2 separate regions of the Bicyclus anynana genome follow, and region 2 is linked to region 1. The links are chromatin contacts, called in public Hi-C maps. All regions are on one chromosome and are shown on one strand. Each heading gives the region's core, a stretch centred on a gene start, on an enhancer-like site or on the middle of the called end of the contact. The rest is flanking DNA. Distances are from core to core; before and after follow the strand shown.

What was found. Hi-C and Micro-C count contacts between places; a contact is called where the count stands out from the background.
Region 2: a Hi-C map of whole larva shows a contact between it and region 1, with 3 times the contacts expected there. The contact joins the promoter of LOC112053962 here to the enhancer-like site in region 1. A contact is called at or near these places in 2 of 2 Hi-C or Micro-C datasets (whole body and whole larva).

What each region holds. Positions count from the first base shown.
Region 1 is chr2:18,579,538-18,583,844 of ilBicAnyn1.1, reverse strand. LOC112056596 (activin receptor type-1) reads right to left here. Exons shown (of 10, transcript XM_052889166.1): 4 at 2,814-2,908; 5 at 1,894-2,063; 6 at 1,299-1,484; 7 at 762-908; 8 at 504-685; 9 at 1-33. Among protein-coding and RNA genes, the nearest start is that of LOC112056596, 5.9 kb to the right of the region's middle. Within about 2 kb of position 1,929, at least 8 of the 8 cell types and tissues checked have open chromatin away from gene starts, as enhancers often do.
Region 2 is chr2:18,663,997-18,668,303 of ilBicAnyn1.1, reverse strand. LOC112053962 (tubulin beta-1 chain) reads left to right here and starts at 1,966. Exons shown (of 2, transcript XM_052887496.1): 1 at 1,966-2,128. The coding sequence starts at 2,072.

The DNA of each region.
Region 1 (4,307 bases), core at 680-3,179:
TTGCGGTACGCCTCGAAGCAGCGCACGTTCATACTGGGAACGAAAGCAGTACGTGCTCAGACCAATTATTGTAGAGGACCTGCCTCGCTAGACGTTACTTTTCTGTCAAAGTATATGATCAACGATCTAATGCGATTATAAAGACTGTCTCTATAGAATCGATGTTAAATAGTTGTAATCATGTTCGTCGGTTAAAGAGCTCCGTAAAAATACCTTTTTGTGTAATTGAATTGTGTAAAAAACCGGCATAAACTTCTAGTTTAGTATAAGACATATACAAATTCTAAGCTCGTTTTCCTCAGAAAATGACAGACAATTTTGTTCGTGACTATGAGTGCGATACAGGTCCTTCTATAATTGGTCTGAGAGTACATTAACAATATATAAACTAGGTTTTTAATTGGTTTTGAATGAAACAGTAATTTAATTTATCCGCAACGTGTCTCAAGTTTGATATAGCGGGTAGCAGCCCCAGGTCCGCTGGTCACTGGCAGGCGCAGTACCTCTGGTCCAGCGCCTCCGGGCTCATGTACCGCTTGGTGCCCTGGCGCGGGTTGTGCGTGAGCTCGGCCGCCACGTGCTGGCGCGTCACCGCCAGCCCCAGGTCCGCGATGCAGCACTCGCCGTTCACCTTCACCAGGATGTTCTTGGACTTTATGTCCCGGTGCGCGATTGCCGGTTTACCCTGCAACATATCGACGTTTAGTTTGCAAACGGTGAAACGTTCTCGTGTATTGTGCAAGTCCCGCAGTATTCGTCACCTGCGTGCCGTGTATGTCGGTGTGCAGGTGCAGCAGCCCGTTGACGATGGAGAGGCAGATGAGCATCATCTGGTGGCGCGTCAGCGTGCTGCGGCTCAGGTGCTCGTACAGCGAGCCCAGCGGGTGGAAGTGCGTTATCAGCCACAACTGTAACGAAACAAGTCTTCATTACTGCACTTTGGTTATATTTACATCTATACATATAACGTTATCAGCCATAACTGTAAGCATACATAAAATACTAAATAAAATTAAAAAAACAAGTATACTATAGGCCACACAACTGAAGTAAAACTTCTTTAAAAAAAGCGCCATTTATGAGCATAACTGCAACGCTACAAGTTCTTACAAAAAAACAAAAAGGGATAGTTTCAAAGTTCTGTAACAACGCCATCTACCGGTAGTTAAATAAACAAACACTGTTTGACTATGCTTGTAGATGGCAGCACGCATATTAAAAGCCTCGCTCGATTACATCAACGTCTTCCACCAGCTATCCTCCCCAAGTCAAGCTGTCAAATCAACAGTAAGTAGTACCTGCGTGCAGCTGTTCCTGCTGGTCATGTCGCTGCCGACGTAGGCGAGGATGTTGTCGTGGCGCAGCATCACTGTGCTGTAGATCTCCGTCTCGCGGCGCCAGCTGGCCTCGTCGCGCGAGAAGAAGATCTTCACAGCCACGCTGTCGGCGTACCACGAGCCGCGCCACACCTCGCCGTACCGCCCCTGCGGACCACGAGTTCATTGAGTCCTCTTCTTCTACTAGTACACTCATTTCATATCAGTTAATTGTTGCATGCCAACAGCGCCGGCCCAAAGTAAATTTTAAAATGGAGCGAGATCCAATTATGGCGCCTCTCCTGTTTCTCCTCCTCTCCTTTACACTCATACCAAATTATGAGTGTAAAGTAAGAATGGTACGCGAAGATCTCGACCATACTCTGGGGTGACCAATTGAAAATCAGGCGCAGTACCGTCTACGGTTGACTAGGACTATCATTTAGGCGCTCTCTAGGATTTGGCGCCTGAAGCGACTACTCCATTCGCCGTATGGACGGGCCGGCCCTGCATGCCAACATAGTTCTCAAGATAAGACAATCTCTCTGGCGCAGGTCCAAGGTCCAGGTGATCTCACCTTGCCGATCCTCTCGATGAGCGTGACCTGCTTGGCGAGCGTGCGCTGCACCATGAGCGGCAGGCCGGAGCCCGAGCCGCTGGTGACGGAGCACTCCAGGTACTCCCGCAGCGTGGAGTCGCCGGCCGCCACCGCGTGCAGCCCTCCGCCGTTCTGTGACCCTTCCACACCTTCAAGTAAATTAATATGTATATTAGTACAATACACACATCGCTGACTAGCCTAAAAGTATACATATTGTATAAAAAATGTATTCAAGATCTAAATTAAGATAGATCAATTGAAATGGCAACTTAATAAAGCAGACAATATTCTAGTAGGAAACGCCTTCATTGGAGCCTATAATAATATATAGCATATGCAGCTTCTAGTCTGAGCTTTGAAATTTTCAGTCCCAGCATAGAGCAAGGAATTTGTTGGTGTTACACCCTCAAACATCAGAAAGCACAATCTGCAATGGTTCAGATAACAACTGGTGGGTAATTGTGGAACTATATTGGATTTGTATGAGAGCTTCATATAATGAAATATACATGAAATAAATGCCAGTTAACGACACCACAGGTGATTCGACGTTTGAAAAGACGGCAAATTCTTGATTGAAAGTCACATATGACATACATATATATGAAGCTTCTCCTGCTGGGGAAAGTTGCTTCTAACCGCCAAACCTCCCTACAACTCCTCTGCTCATAGTCCATCGACTGATCGCACGAGATCAATAGAACAAAAAAAAAAAGTCAAATCCCCAGGAAAAGTATCATTTTGCCAACTATAATGAAATTTTATATTAAAATAGTAATTGTTGCATATTCAAATAATATCACCCATGTCTAAGTCCCAAATGTTTTCTAGGGAAGCTTGACCTGTAGCAGACCATTAAATACAGGCTGATGTGATAGTATAACGTCATATATCACCTTCGTAGTATGCGCTGGTGACGTGCTGGCTGTACATAGAGGGGAAGTAATTGGAGTCTGCGCCCAGCTTCTGTGCGGCGCGCGACACGCGTAACCTGCAAACATTGTTATTTTTAAACACAAATAAAGCACAAGAAATTATGTAGCTTAACAGGATCTCAGTGATTCAGACATTATAATTTTGTATACATGTCTTAAGCCTAGTTCGGACTACTTTACTTTACTTTTAAATCTAAGTAGGCTGATTGTTTAATTTGTTTGTTACGGTATTCTGTGGACTTAACATTCCATGAACACTCATGGTCTAAATATTTTGTAACAAATTTCATAGTTGTTTCTTCGCTTTAGCGAAACATAATTTTATGATTTTAGTAGCAACTGGACAAAATGGACTCGACTAATTCGCCAGGATCAGACTTGTTTAGCAGATGAACCAGAGAGCGTGGACGTGTGGTAGGAGGCGCAACTCGCTCGTTTAATAGTAGAGTAGAGTACAATGACGTATTGAAGGTTTTCCTCTTAATGGACATATTTATTTCTTTGCTTTTCATTATTTCCTTTAGTGACCAGTATTTTCTCCACCCACTAGCAATTCTCTTGTTTACTTCTTTTGACATTTGGTCTATAGGAGCAATTATCTGACCCAAATACACATACTCTTGTACATACTCGAGCTTATTTCCATCCAGAACTATATCAACCTCTTTTGAGTTAGTCATTAGTTTTGTTTTTGCAGTATTCATTAAAAGGCCTACTTCTTTACTGTATTTTATATGGGTCCTCTTCCAGCAAGATGAGATCGTCTGCAAATCTCAAATGATTTAGGCGGCGGCCATTTATATTCAGACCATATTCAGCCCAGTCAAGGCGTTTGAAGATATTCTCCAGCACTGCAGTAAAACAGATTTGGTGACAGTGGGTCTCCTTGTCTAACACCTCTGTCTATAGGAAATGGGCTACCTATCGTTTCCAGTTTTATACTCCCTTTGCTTTGTCTGTAAATGTTTTGCATGACATTTATGTAGCAGATGTCCACTCCTTGCTGTTTTAGTGTTGACCAAATGTAGTTGTGATTCAAGCTATCAAATGCTTTAGAGTAGTCTACGAAAATTATATAAACAGGCTTTTGGTACTCTTTGCTCTTTTCTAAAATTTGTTTGATTGTGTGAATATGGTCGATTGTGCTGTAGTTTTTTCTAAATCCAGCCTGCTCTATAGGCTGATTCTCGTTCAGTTGTTGTGCAATTCTTTCTAGGATAACTTTTGCGAAGACTTTGTATAACATACGGAAGCGAAACTTGGTCCCTGACACAAAAACATAGAGAAAAGTTAGCTAAGTGTCAGAGGGCAATGGAACGAAGTATTTTGAGTATAAGACTAAAGGACAGGATCACCTCAAGTGAGATAAAACATAGGACAAAACTCGCTGATGTTCTCATTAGAATCGACCTCTTGAAATGGCGTTGGACGGGACACATGTTGCGCTGCACAACC
Region 2 (4,307 bases), core at 717-3,216, 84 kb before region 1:
AATTATGTAGGAGATAGAAATATAAGTTTTTTTTTAATAAAAACAAATTTATTGTACTTTGCAAAAAGAGTCTAGATTCGAAAACAAGTTCTAGAATAATTATCCTGAAAATTAGAATACGAAGCCATAGATGGCTTCGTATATATATATATATATATATATACAGGGTGATTCGGACTTTAGTACCGATATTTTTTTTCGTGGTTCAGTATCATTAATAGAACATAAATCTACAAACAGTTCGATACATTTTATGTAATTTTTTTTTATCAATTTATGTCTCAGAAATAACAAAATAATGGACACATTACCAAACAAACTGCGCAAATGCTGGCGGCACTTTGTAAGACGCCGACAAAGAAATACCGGCCGTAGGCATATCGCTTCGGCTTCGACTGACGGGGGTGGCAGAGGTGAGGGGATCGAAAAATCCCTGAGGACGCCTACCGAATTGCCGATGGGCGACCAGTGACAGACAATCTGCCGTCGCTTGCGCATTTACTATGTCGGGATTTTCAAATCGCGACTATTACGAAATGGGGCGAGTGTATTTACTCAGCAATGAACGCCTTCGTGCAGCTTGCACAATGTACGAGTGAGTGTTCCTAGGCCACGAGCCCAAGGAATCCTGAACCCCGCAGTGCCTAATGTGAGGAACAAGTGTTTTAAATAAACTAAATGAAAATTTTATTAAAACGTGCTCGGTTGTGCCTTGATAGGAATGGACTTCATTTCGAAGAATTGTTAAAATACAGTGATTAAAATTTTCAAATTAACAAAAACAAACTTAGTAAGTAGATATCATTGATTAATGTAAATATGCTGATTACAATTTTTTAAATACGCCTTTAATGCAAAAGTTTGCGTAATAATAATCATCATTTGTATTTCATTATTTCAATCGAAAGTTCATAGTTTTTATTATTATTATTACGCATGCACTTCAGGCATTATTCATGGCCCTAAGCCCAATAAAGTATGAAAGGAATATCGGTACTCAGCTCAAAAGTGACGACCTTTAATTATTATAAAAATAATAGGTATCAAACAAAAATAAAATAAACGCACAAAGGTCAACGGCCCTCGGCGCGGGCGCTCGCTAACCTACCTACCAGCTGATTTTGTAGTTGCCTATTACCTAGTACAGCGATAGGGTGACCCTCAAATTCTGTTTAAACGTAAATAACTTTAGCTAACGATAACTTTGTTATTTATGAAAAAAAAAAAGAAAAAATACGTGTTCATTAAATTTTGTTTATGTACAAAATATAAAAATATCCGTACTAAAAAAAAATTCTTCCTGTATATATATATAAACCTACCTAAAGAGTTAAAAATTGGTTGAAGTTTTTTATATAAATCGTTGACGATTCAAGTTATCTTTTTGTAAAATGATTAGTGGACTATAATTTATTACATATAAAACATGCAAAACTATTTACAGGAAATAGGGTTTGAAAGTTTATATCGAGTTTCACGCGATTACGCGGACGAAGTAGCAGACGTTTATAAAAAAATGTACATATTCTTTGATAAAAATATAACATAATACCATGTCTTAAGTTTCCATAAAATTTTGTAAAAATAGAAATCGTTCCCGTTTCAAAATGTATTTTCAAGAATGGTATATCGTTCAAACATAATTGTAAGCAATTCTTGGCAGCGATTTGGAGCAGCTTTGCTATATAAAATACTGCAGAAGCACAAGAAAGTATTGTAGCACAGTACCTAATACTATTAATAATGTTGTAGTTACATATTTTATCCAAATACAAACCGAATTAAAAAAAAATTATTTTAACAATATCCATTGTAAATATAGTAACGATATAATAATATATATAAAAATAGACCAATTTTAAGCAATAAGACAACTTGAGATGTCGCAATGCGACAAAAGTTATCGACTATTATCGGAACAGCCCTATTCGATACACTGCTTTCGTGGATAGCTCGCCGAAACGAACGCCGACTATTCTTCAACCAGCCACGAAAGTACGTGGAGCGTGCGGACTGCAGAGCAGACAAATATATTAGTGTTAAGTAATTTATTAAGTTCACAAATCACAAAATGAGGGAAATCGTACACATCCAGGCCGGACAGTGCGGAAACCAGATCGGCGCCAAGGTAAATATCGTAGTTATTGGTTTTTTGTTGTGATTAAGTAGAGAATGCGACCGGCCGGCATTTTGTGACTCTTTCAAATTCAACCTGCGGTAGAAAAGAAATTACGATTACAAAGAAGTGGTTAATAGTTTTGATAGGGTACCTATTTATTTGTATTGTAAATTACGATTAATTTGCTATTCGAAGTTCGAAATGGGGTGGTGGCCGCGTTCGATTTTCAACTTTGCGCATGCTCGTTCTTTACCAAAGGAAATTTTGCACTAAGGTCGTACACGAAAGTAACTATGATAAACTGTGATTTGTATTGTAGTATAATGCCAATTCATATCTTAACTTTTATGTGTACAAAGTTATTATTTATTTGATTTTAAAAGTTCATTCTACTTTTTGCTGTTTATTTCGTTCCACGTGTTAATTCGCCAGTTTGCCGGTCGCTATTTGAATTTGGAAGTTACCTACTACTATCAAGTATCAAACCCTCATAGTTTAGCTATTTGGATAGTATTTTTTCATCAGGTACTTACTGAGCTAATCATAACATTTTTATCGGCACTATAATGTAAATAGATATGATTGAAATGACAGCATACCTGCGCTGTGTAGGTATATAGCTGCTTATTATTATTTTACCTGGAACAGTGGGCGCAAACAACCGTTAGGTCACGCTGGCCCCGCTGATAAAGGGCGACCAATCAGAACGCGTTCCTTGTAACGTTCGAAATTCAAACTAGACGCTATCAGCAGCTGCTGCCATATGTCGTGGTATTTTCATCAAACTTGCCATATGGGTATCCTTTGCGGCACATTTTTTTTTTCGCTACCATAGGGCAAATATCCTCTGATGTTATGTAATAACGGCCATGTACACTGACATCACCAGCATTTCCGTTTCATCATTATCAATCCATATTCGGCTCACTGCTGAGCTCGAGTCTCCTCTCAGAATGAGAGGGGTTAGTCCAATAGTCCACCACGCTGGCCCAATGCGGATTGGCAGACTTCACACACGCAAAGAGAATTAAGAAAATTCTCTGGTCTGCAGGTTTCCTCACGATGTTTTTCTTTCGCGTGATATTTAATTTTTTAAAATGCACACAACTGAAAAGTTGGAGGTGCATGCCCCGGACCGGATTCGAACCCACACCCACCGGTATCAGAGGCAGAGGTAATAACCACTGGGCTAGGTAGAGGCGTTTCCGTTTATGATTTGCGTATTAGCCCCTTCATATCCCCATATCTATTTGATTATCATTATCAAACTAAGTTACTGTTCGACGGAACACGTAGGTATTGGTTTCTGTTGAGCCGAGTATGACTACTGATAACCCACCATGCTGCTTCGAAGCGTGTTGGCGAGTTTTGGTAGCGATTTTTTAAATCTTACTGTCTACAGTTCGTACGCTGTAGCATGGTGCGGGTGACAGTTCGTTTCATTCTAGTGAGTTTGCCGCGATTCACGGTAATAGTACGTATTATGAACGTCATACAGGCAACGGTCACCCGCACCATGCTATAGCGCACGAACTGTAGGTAGTGATAATGATCTTGGTCCCGTGTATGTTTTTCCGAAGTTTTATTTTCTATAAAATGTTACACGTACTTATTTAGAGGTATTTGATCGGGCTATTAAAATAGGTAATAGGTAACTAACAAGTTTTTATTTTTACCAAGAAATTCTTAGTAGGTAGGTGCCTACATAGGGAATTTGGGAGGCTGGTAGTACACGTCGTGCCTAGAGAGCTAATAACGTTTATGGACCTTGGTGCAGCTGGTCTATACACTAATTTTAACTAAATATCCCTAATTAACATCAAATCTATCATAGCCGCATTTTTCACATTCCGTAAAGCCCATTTTCATACATATTGGTTAGTAATTTTACAACACTACGATAGCTAGATGGAAGCGGGCTAACTTGTTAAGAGGATGATGAAAATCCACACCCCTTTCGGTTTCTCCACGACATACCGAAACGCTAAATCGCTTGGCGGTACGTCTTTGCCGGTAGGGTTATAGCTAGCCACGGCCGAAGCCACCCCAACCACCAGCCAGCCCTGGACCAATAAGGAAAACCACAATCGGCCCAGCCGAGGATCGAACCCAGGATATATCCGTTTTGGAAGCAGTTACTCAAGTTAGAGATTAGAAAGCTTGGCATTATGATTAACATCTGCTAGTG